2 separate regions of the Sus scrofa genome follow, and region 2 is linked to region 1. Evidence: chromatin contacts called from public Hi-C data. All regions are on one chromosome and are shown on one strand. Each heading gives the region's core, a stretch centred on a gene start, on an enhancer-like site or on the middle of the called end of the contact. The rest is flanking DNA. Distances are from core to core; before and after follow the strand shown. Region 1 holds the start of ARHGAP35 (rho GTPase-activating protein 35). Region 2 overlaps ARHGAP35 (rho GTPase-activating protein 35).

Evidence for each region. A called contact is a pair of places that touch in the nucleus more often than the background predicts.
Region 2: a Hi-C map of alveolar macrophages shows a contact between it and region 1, with 1.6 times the contacts expected there. The contact joins the enhancer-like site here to the promoter of ARHGAP35 in region 1. A contact is called at or near these places in 1 of 5 promoter capture datasets (liver), 8 of 47 Hi-C or Micro-C datasets (alveolar macrophages, brain, fetal heart ventricle and 3 more) and 2 of 2 datasets of contacts at active chromatin or transcription factors (alveolar macrophages and skeletal muscle).

The regions. Positions count from the first base shown.
Region 1 is chr6:52,709,895-52,713,377 of Sscrofa11.1, reverse strand. It overlaps ARHGAP35 (rho GTPase-activating protein 35), which reads right to left and starts at 1,915. Exons shown (of 7, transcript XM_021094622.1): 1 at 1,165-1,915.
Region 2 is chr6:52,759,912-52,763,394 of Sscrofa11.1, reverse strand. The region is part of intron 2 of ARHGAP35 (rho GTPase-activating protein 35); the gene reads right to left. Among named protein-coding and RNA genes, the nearest start is that of ARHGAP35, 50 kb to the right of the region's middle. Within about 2 kb of position 1,899, at least 1 of the 83 cell types and tissues checked has an H3K27ac peak or open chromatin away from gene starts, as enhancers often do. A contact at or near this core is called in alveolar macrophages, where this site is marked.

The DNA of each region.
Region 1 (3,483 bases), core at 666-3,165:
GGAGATAGAGGGTGGAAGCAGGTCTTAAGCAGAGAATTGAAGGGGAAACAGGTCAAAGGAAAAGGGGGCAACTGAATGGAACAGCTCAAAAGAGGGCCAATAAGGAGGTGAGATGGAGAGGCAACAGGCAAGGACAACACCGGGGCAGAAAGGACTGCAGGGCGTGAGGCTGCAGAGAGGCTGAGTTAGGGAGAAAGGTCAGAGAAGTGAATTGCAGAAATGAGAGCTGCAGGGTCAGAGAAGGGGGAGGAGGCTGCTTCACGGAAGGCAAAGTCAGAAAGCAAGCAGGCTGGAGGGCACAGCAAGATCTGAGACTGAACGAGGGGCAGAGAGGGGAGGCAGCAAAGTCTGGAAGAGAGGAAAGGATGTGAATGACACATTTTGACTAAGGGAGGAGGCAGGCAAGGTGCATCTGAGAGGCAGGGGTCAGAGAGCCCAAAGGGGTATCCGGGGGGGAGGTGTGGGACAGATTTTGCGAGGAGACAGTAGGGCCCAAGAGGGAGATGGAATTAAGTCCAAAGAGAAGACCTGGGGCAGCAGTGCCGAGACAAACGGGGTCCCAGATGGATCTCCAAGGAGGTGGAACCGCAGTTCCTAGAGGGACAGCTCCAGGGGGTGCAAGAGAGGGTAACAGCAGACCGGTCAAAGAAGGGGGCAGGGGCAGGGTGCTGAGAGCGGAACGGGAGAAGGCAGAAGGGTCACGAACCAGAATGTGAAGGTCCAGAATTAAGGGATGCGGAAGGGTCACGGAGGAGGTGGGTCCCATGAGCACTGCAGAGTCCGGGAGGGGCGAGGGGCATTACTGAGGGAAGGAAGAGGGAAAGGGGAGGCGCAGAATTGCGAGCGGAGTGGCTGCAGTGGCCGAGGGAAGGGGGAGGCCGAGGCAGACACAGAGATCCCAATGGGTCGGAGGGTGGGGGCAGACGCGGCGACAGCAGGGCTGAGGCGGGCAGGGGCAAGTCCGAAGGGCAGGCGGGCCCCGGCGGGCCGGGCCACAGCGCGAAGCGGCGGGGCCCGGGGGGCTGGGGGGCCGCTCCCTCCCCTCCCCCTCCGGCTCCTCCATTGTTCGCGGGCTCCGGGCCCCGCGGTCCCCGCCTTCCCCTGGACCCCACAACGGGGCGGCGCCCGGCCTCGCCACCGGGGCCCACGAGCTCGCGCACTCACCAGCTGGACGTCCTCAGCGCGGCCCCGGCCTCCGGATTCCCGGGAGCGGCGACGGCGGCCCCGGCGCCATGTTCTGTTGCTCCTCGTCCAGCGGCGGCTGAAGCGGCGGCGGCGGCGGCGGCGGCGGCAGCTCCGGCGGCGGGGGGCCGGGCGGACCCTCCCTCGCGGGCTCCCTCCTCCGCCTCCTCCACCTCCTCCTCCCGCCGCTCCGCTGCTCTCCCTCGGGGCGGGGGGCGGGGAGGGGAAGGGGGGAGGGGCGGGAACCAGGGGGAGGGCGGACCAGCCTCGCTTGCTCGCTCCCTCCCTCCCTCGCAATGGCGGCAGCGGCACCTCCTTCCTGCGGCCCCAGCTCCCGCGCGCGTGCCCCCTCGCTACTGCGCGTGCGTGGTGCGGGGACCTCTGCAGGGGGATAACGGCCCCTGAGCGCGCGCCGCGAGGGAATAACCCGCGCTGGGTGGGGGAGAAGTGAAAGCCCGTACGCGCCCGAGGGGCTCACTGCTACCGCAGCGGCCGGGTCCAGGGAACGGGCGCACAGGGCGCAGTGCGCGTGCGCCCCAAGAAAATGCCGCTACTGCGGTGGCTGCGGCGCGAGGCAGCGCGAGGCAGAAGGAACGGGGTGGGCAACTGCGCGTGCGCGATAAGGGATGCCAGCCGCAGCGTCTACTCGCGCTGAGGCGAAGGGAGTGGTCCGCGGGGGGCGCGCGCACCGTTGCGCGCGCCAGAAGCAGCCGATGCCCTCCTCACGCGGCCTCTTGGAGAAAACGGGAGAGAGGCATGGCCCGGCTTTGGGGGCGGGGGCGAAGGGCGCGATCCCGCTCGCGCGGGACCTGAGCAGCCAATGAGAGGCAAAGGGAGGTGGGCTTGCCGCGCGAGCGCAGCCCCCGGGATAACGGAGGAGGAAAGAGGGAGCGACGTAACGTGGGGCGGTGGGACGGAGCTGAGGAGGAGGGAGCGCACCCAGTGAGGGAATTGATTGGGGAACAGGAGGAGGCGTGGCCCGCCTTAGCCCAATCCGAACCTTGCATTTCGTCGTTCCGGAAGAGAGGGCGGTGCTGAGGAGCGCGTGCTATTTTCCCAAGCAGTGAGGAAAATCTGCAGGTTATGTGCGAGTTATTAAGACTTGCTGTGGGTTCTGTGAAGCCCTGATTTCCTGGAGAGGGGCGAGGGCCTGGTCCTCCAGGTCAGCATTGTGCAAATGACTGCAAGTCAAATGTCAGTTCGGGCGCCCGGAGGGGAAATATTAGTGATGGGAAGGGGCACTGCTATAACCCCAGAGTTCTTGTGAACTGAAGAGGGGTTCCTCTGGGATCCCTCCGGAAGTACGGATCGTGGAAGTTGAGCGTTCTGGGAGCTCAGTCAATATTTAAGGAATGCATGAAGAAACGCTATGCTTCTTACTGCATTTTTCGTTTCTTAGTCTCTTCATGTAAAAAGTGGAATGATAATCTTATCTCTTTAGTAAGGTTTGTTGTGAGAATTTAAGGAGTTCTATGTGTAAAGCACAGAAAATCATGGCTTGTTCTAAAAACGTTGATGGAGTTTCTGTCGTGGCACAGCGGAAACGAATCCGACTAGGAACCATGAGGTTGAGTGTTTGATCCCTGGCCTCGCTCAGTGGGTTAAGGATCCGGCGTTGCCGTGAGCTGTGCTATAGGTCACAGACATGGCTGAGATCTGGCGTTGCTGTGGCTGTGGCGTAGGCCAGCAGCAGTAGCTCCCATTAGACCCCTATCTAGCCTGGGAACCTCCATATGCCGTGGGTGTGGCCCTAAAAAGACAAAAAGACAAAAAATAAAAATAAAAAAATTTAAAAAGTTGATAAATAAAAACCTTTGTCCTCACGGATGCTAGTCGTTGTTTTTTGTTTTCGTTGTTTTTTGTCTTTTTGCCATTTCTTGGGCCCCGCCCGCGGCATATGGAGGTTCCCAGGCTAGGGGTCGAATCAGAGCTGCAGCCCCCGGCCTACGCCAGAGCCACAGCAACGCAGGATCCGAGCCCCGTCTGCAACCTACACCACAGCTCACAGCAACGCCGGATCCTTAACCCACTGAGCAAGGCCAGGGATTGAATCCGCCACCTCATGGTTCCTAGTTGGATTCATTAACCACTGCACCACGATGGGAACTCCATTTTTTTGAGGTTACATCTCACTGCCCTTTTTCTTTAGTTGAAGTGTACTTGATTTATAGTGTTGCGTTAGATGTACCCAAGTTTTAAAGCAGCCCAGGGAGTTCCCTTTGTGGCTCAGCGAGAACGAACCTGGCTAGTATCCTTGAGGATGCAAATTCAATCCCTGACCCCACACAGTGGGTTAAGGAT
Region 2 (3,483 bases), core at 650-3,149, 50 kb before region 1:
AACACAAAATAAGAACACAACAGATAGTAGGGTAAATAGCCAATAATATCTTCCCTTTACATCTGTGGTCAAGCACACTAAATTCAGCAATTTGGGCTTGCCCAAAGAGCACATTTTGTGGAGCAAGGCACCCCAGATTGGTTTTTGGCTTCAAATTAAGACCCTGCTGGTCCTGATCTCATCTTTGCAAACGCATGGCACTGTGAGACAGAGACCATGTGCAACGACACCTCTTCACAGACAAAGCATCTATTCATGGACCCCACTGAAGTGCAGTCGTAGATTTTCAATCTCATTCAGCTGAGTGCGGAAGGCTCCCACTATGAGGGTGAGTTGCTAATGGTTCAGCTGGGAAAAGGAACCAGAATGAGAATCAGCTTTACAGTTTGCACTTTCATTAGTAGAAAGGAAAGCGATTCCCTTACTCCAACTTCAATTTTACAGTAAGGAGCTAATCTAACAAGTTAGCCAAGGGCGCCAAGCAATTCTTTACCTACATCACACAAGTACCCAGAGCACAACTTTTTGTTGTTGTTATTATTATTATTTTGCTTGTTAGGGCCACACCTACAGCACATGGAGGTTCCCAAGCTAGGAGTCCCACTAGAGCTGGAGCTGCTGGCCTACACCACAGCCATAGCAACACAGGATCCGAGCCATATCTGCAACCTACACCACGGCTCATGACAACGCCAGATCGTTAACCCACTGAGTGAGGCCAGGGATCGAACCCACAACTTCATGGTTCCTAGTCGGATTAGTTGCCACTGTGCCAAGACGGGAACTCCTATTGTTATTATTGTTAGGGGTGCTGCTAGGATGAGGGCTGAGAAAGCAGCTAAGTAACACAGGGGGTTAAAAATTATACAAAAGGTAGGGACAATGTGGGTCCATCAAGCCCTCAGCTAGACCAGAGCAGTTTTCTCCTTTCCTTCAATACAACATGCTTATTTTCTCCTTCAAGCCTTTCCTTACCTCACATCACTTAAGTTCTACTTATTTTCCAAGGTCAAGTTAAACAATAATAATACAGCATGCAGTATGCTCAGTGTTTTACAAGCATAATCTCATTCTATTTCTCATAACATACAAGGAAGGTGCCACTACTACGTTCGCCCCTTTTGCAAAAGGGAGTTGGGAGAGGTGAATCATGTGCCTAAAGGCCCAGCAAGGAAGTGGAGGAGTTGGGATTTGACTTTAGGTCCCCTGATTCCTAGAGCCTGAGCGCCTAATCGCCACAGACGATACCACCTTAACAACATCCAGCACAGGATTTCTGCTCTGCCCCAACACAGCCCCTCTCCCCATGCCCTCCTAGGCAGACTACCTATTTTCAGAGGCTGTGCAGGTCTTGCTGCCTCGACTGGGCACTAAGGTCTGGGCAAGAAGGATCAGTGCCATTTCCCCAGTGATGTCTGGCATGCAAGAGGGACTAAGTGTGTTTTCCATTACCAACTGGTTCACCCCTCACTTCAAATACTGTACTGCTTTGTCATGCCAAAAAAAAAAAAATCAAAGGCCAAATGCCCCATGTAGGGGCTGGCTTGGCATTCTCTGCTCCATGGTATCTTGCTTTTCCAGTAAAACAAGTGTCAGTCTGATTTCTTAAAGGCAGCAATAGGAGGTTTGCTCCAACAGGGAACTGAATGAAGGCTTTGCTTATCTCTGCATTAGGATGACAAAGCAGCTATGCACCATCTTCCAAGTCAGGAAGAAGACAGCCTCACCTTTTACTCACTCTTTCCAAAGGATACTCCTAAATGACTTCTGGCACGCTATTGCTCTTGGGCCAGAGGTATCACTCTTATCTGACTTGAAGAGGTGTGGCCCATAATAACTAATATAGATGGGAAGTCGATCACTTGTTGCATGATGACCTAGCCACCCAGCATAAGGAAGTTCTAGGTTAAGGAAGTGCTCATTATGACAGCATGGAGGCAGCTACCTCAGAGGTTCACTGTAACCAGCTGTTTTCTGCTGAGCATACTCTTTAAAGCACAGCTTATTTGGGTATGTATTTTAAAAGTATTATTTTCAACAGTATTAAAAATGTCGTTAGGAGTTCCCATCCTGGCTCAATGGAAACGAATCTGACTATGATCCATGAGGACGCAGGTTCAATCCCTGGCCTCACTCAGTGGGTTAAGAATCTGGTGTTGCCTTAAGCAGTGGTGTAGGTTCCACACTCAGCTCAGATCTGACGTGGCTGTGGCTGTGGTGCAGGCCAGCAGCTGTAGCTCTAATTTGATCCCTAGCCTGGGAACCTCCATATGCCACAGGGGCAGCCCTAAAAAGGAGAAGGAAAAAAAAAAAGTTGTTAGAAGAGTTCCCACTATGATGCAGTGGGTTAAGAATCTGACTGCAGCAGCTCAGGTTGCCGTGGAGATGCAGATTCAATTTCCTGTCTGGTGCAGTGGGTTAAAGGATACGGTGTTGCCAAAAGTGGGACATAAATTACAGCTGCACCTCCCATTTCATCCCTGGCCCAGGAACTCCATGTGCTGAGGGCATGGTCATTATAAAAGAAAAAGGTAGCTGGAGGAGTTCTCTTTTGGCTCAGCTGGTTAAGGATCTGGCCCTGTCACTGCAGCAGCCTGGGCTGATGCTGTGTCAAGAGTTCAATCCCTGGCCCAGGAACTTTCACATGCCGTGGGCAGAGCCAAACAAAAAATGTAGCTGGAAGTCAGGAAAATAGTTATGATTCACAGTGTGATATTATGCCATCTTCCTAATTCCCAGGTGTGCAAACACCCCCACAATTAGAAAACTGTCAGCATTTAGATCAGCTGTGCTGGCAACAGACTTCACTGGGAGTGGAGGAGGAAGAGAAGCAAGTCTAAACATCCAAAATGTTTGGATTCTGGTATTAAAGAGGAGAGCTCCGGGGAAATACTGGGGGGCTGGTCAGGCTACTTTCCGGCTTTCTAAATAAGAACTGTCTTCCATGGGTCTGCCCACTGGTAATCTTTGGAGAACAAAATACTGAAGGTAGATGACGGAATATAAATGTAAAAACAAACCAAGGGGAAATCAAACAGGAGAATGCCTATGATATTCATGAATATTCAGCTCAGAATGGGAGCAGAACAGAACCCACAATGATACTGCCCTGCTTTTTCTGAAACTGCATAGGTAAGAAAATTCTAGAAGCTCTGGCCAATGTCACACTGAGGAGCATGCCATGCTCGCAGGGAATACAAAGTGAAAAGGTTTTCCATGGCGCCATGTTCCTCTATCTTCAAGGGCCCTCTTAACCAGCATGAGCTGCACAATTGGCCTCCAGATGGTATTTTACAATGGAATTGTCAGCTCTCACAACAGCCTGGATTCTAGATCCTTCTGATTTAATACGTCTTCTACGTTTTGGGCAACCTTTCTTCCAAAGTTCTCTGAAACACTTTCAGACAAGTGGCTTTGTTCTCTGCCACTTCACAGCAGGGAGAGGAGCAAAAGCTTTCAAGGTAGAGAAACCCGGCTGTATAC